2 separate regions of the Anser cygnoides genome follow, and region 1 is linked to region 2. A link is a contact called in public Hi-C data. All regions are on one chromosome and are shown on one strand. The core of a region is the stretch at or near the end of the contact, and the rest is flanking DNA. Distances in the headings are between cores, read along the strand shown.

The links. Hi-C and Micro-C count contacts between places; a contact is called where the count stands out from the background.
Region 1: a contact with region 2 is called in a Hi-C map of liver, with 4 times the contacts expected there. The contact joins the promoter of MFF here to the enhancer-like site in region 2. A contact is called at or near these places in 2 of 7 Hi-C or Micro-C datasets (both in liver).

Annotation. Positions count from the first base shown.
Region 1 is chr9:3,773,145-3,776,487 of Taihu_goose_T2T_genome, forward strand. It overlaps MFF (mitochondrial fission factor), which reads right to left and starts at 1,669. Exons shown (of 10, transcript XM_048063057.2): 1 at 1,506-1,669.
Region 2 is chr9:3,733,766-3,737,591 of Taihu_goose_T2T_genome, forward strand. No RefSeq gene overlaps it. Among named protein-coding and RNA genes, the nearest start is that of AGFG1, 9.6 kb to the left of the region's middle. Within about 2 kb of position 1,501, at least 2 of the 3 cell types and tissues checked have open chromatin away from gene starts, as enhancers often do. A contact at or near this core is called in liver, where this site is marked.

The sequences.
Region 1 (3,343 bases), core at 419-2,918, 40 kb after region 2:
AAGACAAAGAAAATACCTGAAATTATGCACTGATTTAATCCATCTGTATTAATTCTTACTGTTTGTATGTACCAAACGACAGGAATTTGAACAACCCTTTTCACTAGCAATAAACACTCCAAAATACATGTCCTTTGTAGTAGCTCAAGAGGTGCACAAGCAGCTCTGTCACTTCGTAACTCGTAGATTTCACGTTTTTTTCTTGTTGTTGCTGCCCTTTGGTCTTGCAAGCTATGTTCACCTCTCTTGTGAGAGGTCAGCCCCGTCAGCCAGCGACATGAAAAAAGACCACAGTCTTCAGCAATTCTGCTTGCCAAAAATATGCCTTTCCTTTCCAAAGAGAGTCTATGATCAATAAAGCATTTCCAGATCAATAGTAGTAAAAAAAAGTATTAAAAATCATAACATTAGTATCAGTAATGAATTTCAAGACCTTAAAGTACCCAGGATGTCTACTGGCAGCAGCATACAAAATAGTTACCACTCACAAGACTTAACTAAAGGTCTTTGACAGCTTGTTTACTTTCTTACTCTGAAACACCCACACAGCTCTAACGTTTGTTCTCAAGCATCACCACAGTGCTTACTGCTCACCACAGCTTCCCTAAAGTTTGGCATCACCTTAGTATATAAGTCAGCATGACAACTGCCTTCCAGCTGTAAGATAAAATACACAAAAACAGACAGCACCATAGAATCATCCCATAAATGACTTATGAATAAAATATTACTGTTCAGGCTCAGCTGCACCCGGTACTTGCCAAGGACTGAGTAACAACTCCATGTCTCCCTACTCCTGCCTCTCTCCTGTACTTCTTGCCATTGAAAATTGTTTTCTTTCTCCACATCGATCTCAACTTCTAACCCTTCTTGCAAGGGAACAGCAAAGCAAACAGCACTGAGATTGCTGCAAGAAAAAACTGATGATAATTGAGTGGGGCTTGTTAATAAAAATTTAATTGTTTAAAGGGAGCATAAACAGAAGTCATGCAGTTTTCTGGGACAGTGTCAGTAATATATTCTGAAAAATAAAAGATCACAGAGAAAGAGAGCTGTAAAGTTGATGTTTATGGAATTAAACAACTCTGAAGAGGAATGAGAACAGAAGAGTCCTAAGAACGAAGAGATAAAAGCACAAGAGCGTGTAAGACCGACAAAATGAAAAATGACGAAATAAAACCACGGTCTGAGAGCAGGACACGGGAAGGGCAGACACAGCTGAGCACAGAGGAGCTCGGGCAGCATCTCACGGAAACGCGAGGAGACAAAGCGGGGCGGGCAGGGGAGGCCGCCCAGGCCCTCAGCGGCCGCGCGGGTAGGCTGCGGGTGCCTGGCGGGGGTCCCCCATCTCCCCCCGTTACCCCCCCGCATCCCCCCGTCCCCCCCGGGGCTGGCAGGAGCCAGAGCCCCTGGCGAGGCCGGGCCGGGCGGGCCGCAGCCGGTCAGGGCTCCCGGCCCCGTCTCCGTGCGGGCTGAGGCCGCAGGGGGAGCCGGGCCGCACTCACCCCCACGCGCGGCCCGGGGCCGGGGCCGGGCCGGTCCCGCGGCGGGGCGTCAAGCGGCGCGCGGCGCCCTCAGCCCAGCGGCAGGTAAGAGGCGAAGCCCGGCAGGATTGACCCCATCGGGCTCCCGTAAGGGTTGCCGGGCCGGGCGCCGCGCGTCACGTGGTTAAAAAAAGGGCGGAAGCATTTCCCGCTGAGGCCTCACGCGCGGGGCGGTCCGACGGCGTCCATTTTGAGTGAGGGCGGCGCGGAGGCGTCAGGGGGAGCTGGTCCTGCGGGGCGCTTGCAGCGTTACTGATAAGGGCTAATTAACGTGCTGCCGTAATGTGGGGGCACGAGGCCCTAATTAGGTGCTCGGTGCTGGAACGTGTGGCTCAGAGCGCGATGCAGCTGGCGCCCTCACACGCGGAGGCGCGAGGCCAGCCGCTTCGGGGCATGGCTGCTGGGGGAGAGGCGGCCGGCCGGCTGGCGGCCACGCGCCGCGCGCCTCCCCAGCTCCTGCCCCTGGCCCAGCCTCGCGCGGGCGGCCCTGCCGTTTCATGTAATCAGCAGCACACGGAATTGCTCAGCAACAGCAGCGGGTGCAGTACTTGTGCAGCACGCACGTGGCCCCGTGCCCAAAACACCCGAACCCTCCTCGCACCCCGCCGGGACCACGGCAGCGCCCTGCCCTCAGCACCTCGCCGTACCTGCAGTCCGGGGGCCGCAGTCGGTGCCCCTGCCTGAGACTGGCTCGCACTCAACAGAACCTGCCTAAACACAGCTCTTCTCTTTCCTTAGCAATTTTCCAAATCCATCCAGAAAGATAAAATGAAGAATACTATTATATAAAGCAGAGTTATTTATTTATTTATTTTTAAATGGGATAAAAGAGCTTCTGCTTTTCATTATATTTTGACTAATGGTCACAATTATATTTTAGAGGTCAAAATGAGCCTCAATGCCAGAAGTACTGAAGTGTCTATTGATCCGTGGTCTGCAGCTTGCTAATTCAGTTCTTATAAATGCCAAAAGCACTGTTTCACAGAGGCAAGTGATCTGAAATACGAGCCCTTTTTAGATAAAAATAAAAGTGGTATAACATTGAAAGTTACATGCTATATGTCTCCGGATACATGATTTAACATGTATCCTCCTTAAAACACAAATCGTTGGCCTGAGCAGGTGTTAACAGGAAATCTACATTGGTCCTTGCTTTTACCACTTTTCCCAGTCTTTATCCGATTTACAGATTATCAATAAGGATTTTGTCTTATAAAAAAGGAAAAAATAAAAATAAAACCCCTTGAAGCACACTTGAAAAGCAGTCCTTCACCTGTGACCCTACATGTCAACCTACAGGAGGGCTCGGGCAAGGCCCAGGGCCTTGGGCTGGAGTGAGTGGCCCAGTGCCTGAGCACCAAGGGCCCTACCAGCCTTCTTCATTGTCCTGACTTTTCCCTAATGTCCTCACAACCCTTTCTCCTATACTATTGTCAACATCAACTTGCCACCCATGTTCTGTGCTTCTTGAGTATGAGTCCATTAGAGAATAAGACCGGAACAGGCTCCCCAGGGATGTAGTCATGGCACCAAGCCCATCGGAGTTTAAGAAGCGTTTGGACTGTGCACTTAGCCATATGATCTGAATTTTGGGGTAGACTTTGAATCTGAATTTTTGGGGTAGATTGTGTGGAGCCAGGAGTTGGACTTGATGATCCTTATGGGCCCCTTCCGACTTAGGATATTCAATGATTCCAGGATTCTATGAACGTGAGCAGTAGAAGAACATGGCTCAGATGTTCCAGATTAAAACCACTGTGACCAGCCCATCACCATATCCCTTGCAGAAATATGCCTGA
Region 2 (3,826 bases), core at 251-2,750:
TTTTATAAAAACAGGTGAACAAATGCAGCGAACAAATCAATCACCATAAATATCAGAAAGACTAAAAGTCCTGGAAATATCAATTTGGATTTGAAGTGAGAAAAAAAGAACAATATCTTAGTGTAAAGTAATGATGGTGGACATGAAATAGGAAAATTTGGGAAACAGAGCTTTCAGATGCCAGATATTCAAATAGAAGAACAAAAGAAAATAAGCCACATAACATGAATATGGGAAAGCTCAGTTCTTTGATCACCCAGTTTCTGAAAAAAAATATTTAGAAGTGGACTGACAAAGGGAAACCTGATGCTTCAAATTTAGTTTAATTTTTCTCATTACTGTAATTTTTAAGTCTGAGATACTATCAAGATATTTTTTTTTCCATGAATCCCTGAGACTTTGTCATGGGCAAACTGCAGTTCTGTTATTCAAGGAGGACAAGAGAAAAGGGCTTTGTCACTGGCAGCATTAACGTGTTAGAAAAGCACTAACAAGATGCACAACAAACAAAAATCCCCTGGAGAACACCGTAAAGGTTAATGCAGTTGGAGTGAATAGATGTGGATAATCCTTGGTAACTGCAAATATCCTCTTAAGGGAGGTTTTCTGGAGGAGAGACCTAATCTCAACCCATACATGGGAAGAATACTGCTAAGACTAGTAATATTTTAGCACTTTCTATGCTATTTAGTTTGGAAGTAAGGGGCAAACCCTCTAATTGTTGTTTAGAATAATTAACTGAACATGAAAAGTAAATCCCCTCACATGTGGGTCTCCTGTACAGTCTGCTGTATGGCAAGAGCACCTTCAGTTCCTCTCCTTGAGCTGACTTTTCAATACTGCAAGTCATAGCTGCAGGTACAAAGAGATTAAAAAAAAAAAAAAAGAAGAAAAAAAAAAGGTTTCTTTCAAGAATGTAGTCTGATTACATGGCAATGACAGGTATGCCCACTCTTTGTAAAAACATATGTGAATTTCAATTAAGAAGGCAGATTTTGAAAGTATTTGAAATAGAAAAACTCTTTCCTAACCAAAAGGAAAAAGAGAAATGCTTATCAGTGTCCGGCTTAACTAAAAAGACTTCACATGAAAAAGAAGCTGTCTTGATGACATAAAAATATTTAAAATGTAATGCTTACCTGCTTAAATAAATTAAAAAACAAAACAAAGCAATTAAAGCATGGTGGGCACAATAGTAAATAGTATTCTTTTCCAGTTTGGGACTGGAAAATAATAAGTGTTCAGAACAAAACCTAGTTTTTGTTTGTTTTTTTCTTTTTTTCAGTTTGGTTTGCGGACAAGGTATTTAACTGAAGAGATAGAACAAATACTCTGAAACAGCACACTGAAAATTTGGGGATAATGTCCATTCAGACCAATAGTTATTAAAGAGCAGTGCCTTACTGACACAGACACAGAAATTTTAGAAATACAGCCACCGACATACAAGAGATTTTTAAGCAAAAGAAAAAAAATGTTTCTCCATGGATGAAGAAAATAGGCAGTAAAGAGGAACCTGACAGTTAATAAACCATCACAAATATGGCAACAAAAGTATTTCAGAAGCTATTAGCCAGTATAGTATTTCTTACAGCTTAGGTCTTTTAATCAAGTATCTCAGAACCGTTAGAAGTTGTGACACTGTCTGTATAGCTTCCCCAGAGCGAAGTTCACGTTGACCTTCCTAAGTTATCGAGATCCCATTTCTGAATACACAAGTTTTTTGCATCCTGCTCCTCTATGTGTAGGGTTGTTTCTGACCTCAGTATTTGCTACTTAAGTTCCAGCTGGCCACTTTTTCAGATTCAACGTATTCTTGACCAGTTTATAAATATTGCCGTGATAGCACAGCTACCCTCCAGCTTAAATTTTCCCTCCCTGCATGTACTTGTGTGCAGGCAGATAAAGGCCTAGCTGAAATGTGCACGCATGTGGGCAGAAGATAGAGCAGGCGTGTGCCCAGCGGGGCCGATCAGCTGTGGCTCAGCACCCCGCCGTTAGCTCTACCTGCAGGGCCCAGCCCGCCTCTTTCCCGATTCTGTGGGGATTATGAGCATAACCATGCTTAAAAAAAAAAGGAAAAACAAACTGAAAAAACACCACACCAAAGCAATTTAAGCTCACTAATGATTAACAGAGAAAGGTTTCATGGTAGTTATTGAAGTTTCAGGTTTTACAGCTCAAAAAATCAATATGAGCTGACCTAGACGTTAACCAGGGTAAAGTCTTGTTTTACGCTCCTTCTCTTTCCATCACTGACCGCCGCACAAACCCACCCGTCAGAGGGTTTAGTTCTTTCTAGTTCATCCTCATTACAGACCAAGAGTCGATGAATGTTCAGAGCACTGTCCTCAGTCCCAGCTGTGCTCCAGAGCGCCCCATGTTTTCTGCCTTCAGGGAGAGCCCCTCAGCAGTGCAGGCAATGCCCGTAACTGCCCTCGGTCCTCTCTGCAGGGAGTTTTATCCCCTTGTGTAGTGAAATCAAAATAACTCCTTGTCAGCATAAACTCTTTGGAATGACATCTTCGTGTTGAAACGATGTATTGATATGCTTCGAAAAAATCAACATGCTGTTGCAGTGTGAAAAGAGTGCTTTGCAGGCTCCAAAAGCAGCCTGGTAAGAGTCAGCAGAACGCAGCAGTGGATTCTGTCACTAAAACCAAATCCCTTCTGTGATCGGGGGGATTCTTCTTTAAAGGAAAGTTTTGAAGCTTATCCCAAATTTTATCATACTTAAAAAAAAATATTTTTACCTAGTTCCTGACCTAGTTTTGGTTTACTAGAAAGTGATGATTATAGTAATCCAGTCAAGAAAAAAGCTCAAACTTATTTTAAATTGCCTGTTTTTTTCTCTCTTGGAGTAAGGAGATCAACCAAATTCAGTTCGGCCCATGATCATCTCCTAAATACTTGATCTTAAAGCCAACCTTGCAGCAGGGAGTTGAAATACCCAACCAAGAACCGACAAACAGAAAGAATCTTTCAAAGAAATAAACCATAAAATAGTTTACCTACCTCTGAAACCAGGGAACAGCCAATGGTTTTGCTACTGGTCCAGACTTCCATGAAGTTTATCGGCCCGCCTCTATTAACGCTGCACACAGGCTGAGTCGGGAACCTTGTCCGCAGTCACAGGGCACCGCGTCGCTGTGCCGGTTCCCAGCGGCTGGGAGAACAAAACAGGCAGTGCCAAGGGCCTGGATGTGAAACTATGGGTGGGGGCATCTCACCAGTGTTCTCCCTAAAGCAGTAAAAGCAGCAATAGGAGCAATAATGACTTCTCCTGACCTGTGTGTGGATCCACTAGCTGTCGATGGGAATGTCATCGTCCCCCCAAATGCTGTCTCCTTGGCTGGGCAATGCAGGGTGTTGAACATGCCTGCCTGGTTGAAAACATGCTGAAAAAACATCTCACAATATCTGGGGGAGAAATGAAACATTTAACAAATATTTCCATTGCAAAAGAAACATAAAAGCAAAACTGAACTGTACTCTGGTATAATAAATAGAAAATGATGCTTAAATCACTCCATTCAAAAGCCATCAGTCCCCTAGTGAGGAGAGGCTGAGGAAATTATCCCAGTGGCCGTGTTGAGCTCACTGCCACAGCTGTGGCTTGAGGCGGGAGGTCTGCGAAATGGCAGAAGCAGCCGTCAGCTACACAGATTTAGATTAGGCAACAATTTTATTTCTGGTGGGACTATAAATAATGTTATTTTGTAAACATTCTCAGCTCCTATCTCTTGATATTAAAGAGAATAATCATCATTAGCATTCAACTAGCATTCAACAAATGAAGCCATTTTCTCCAGACTTTTCATCCTTA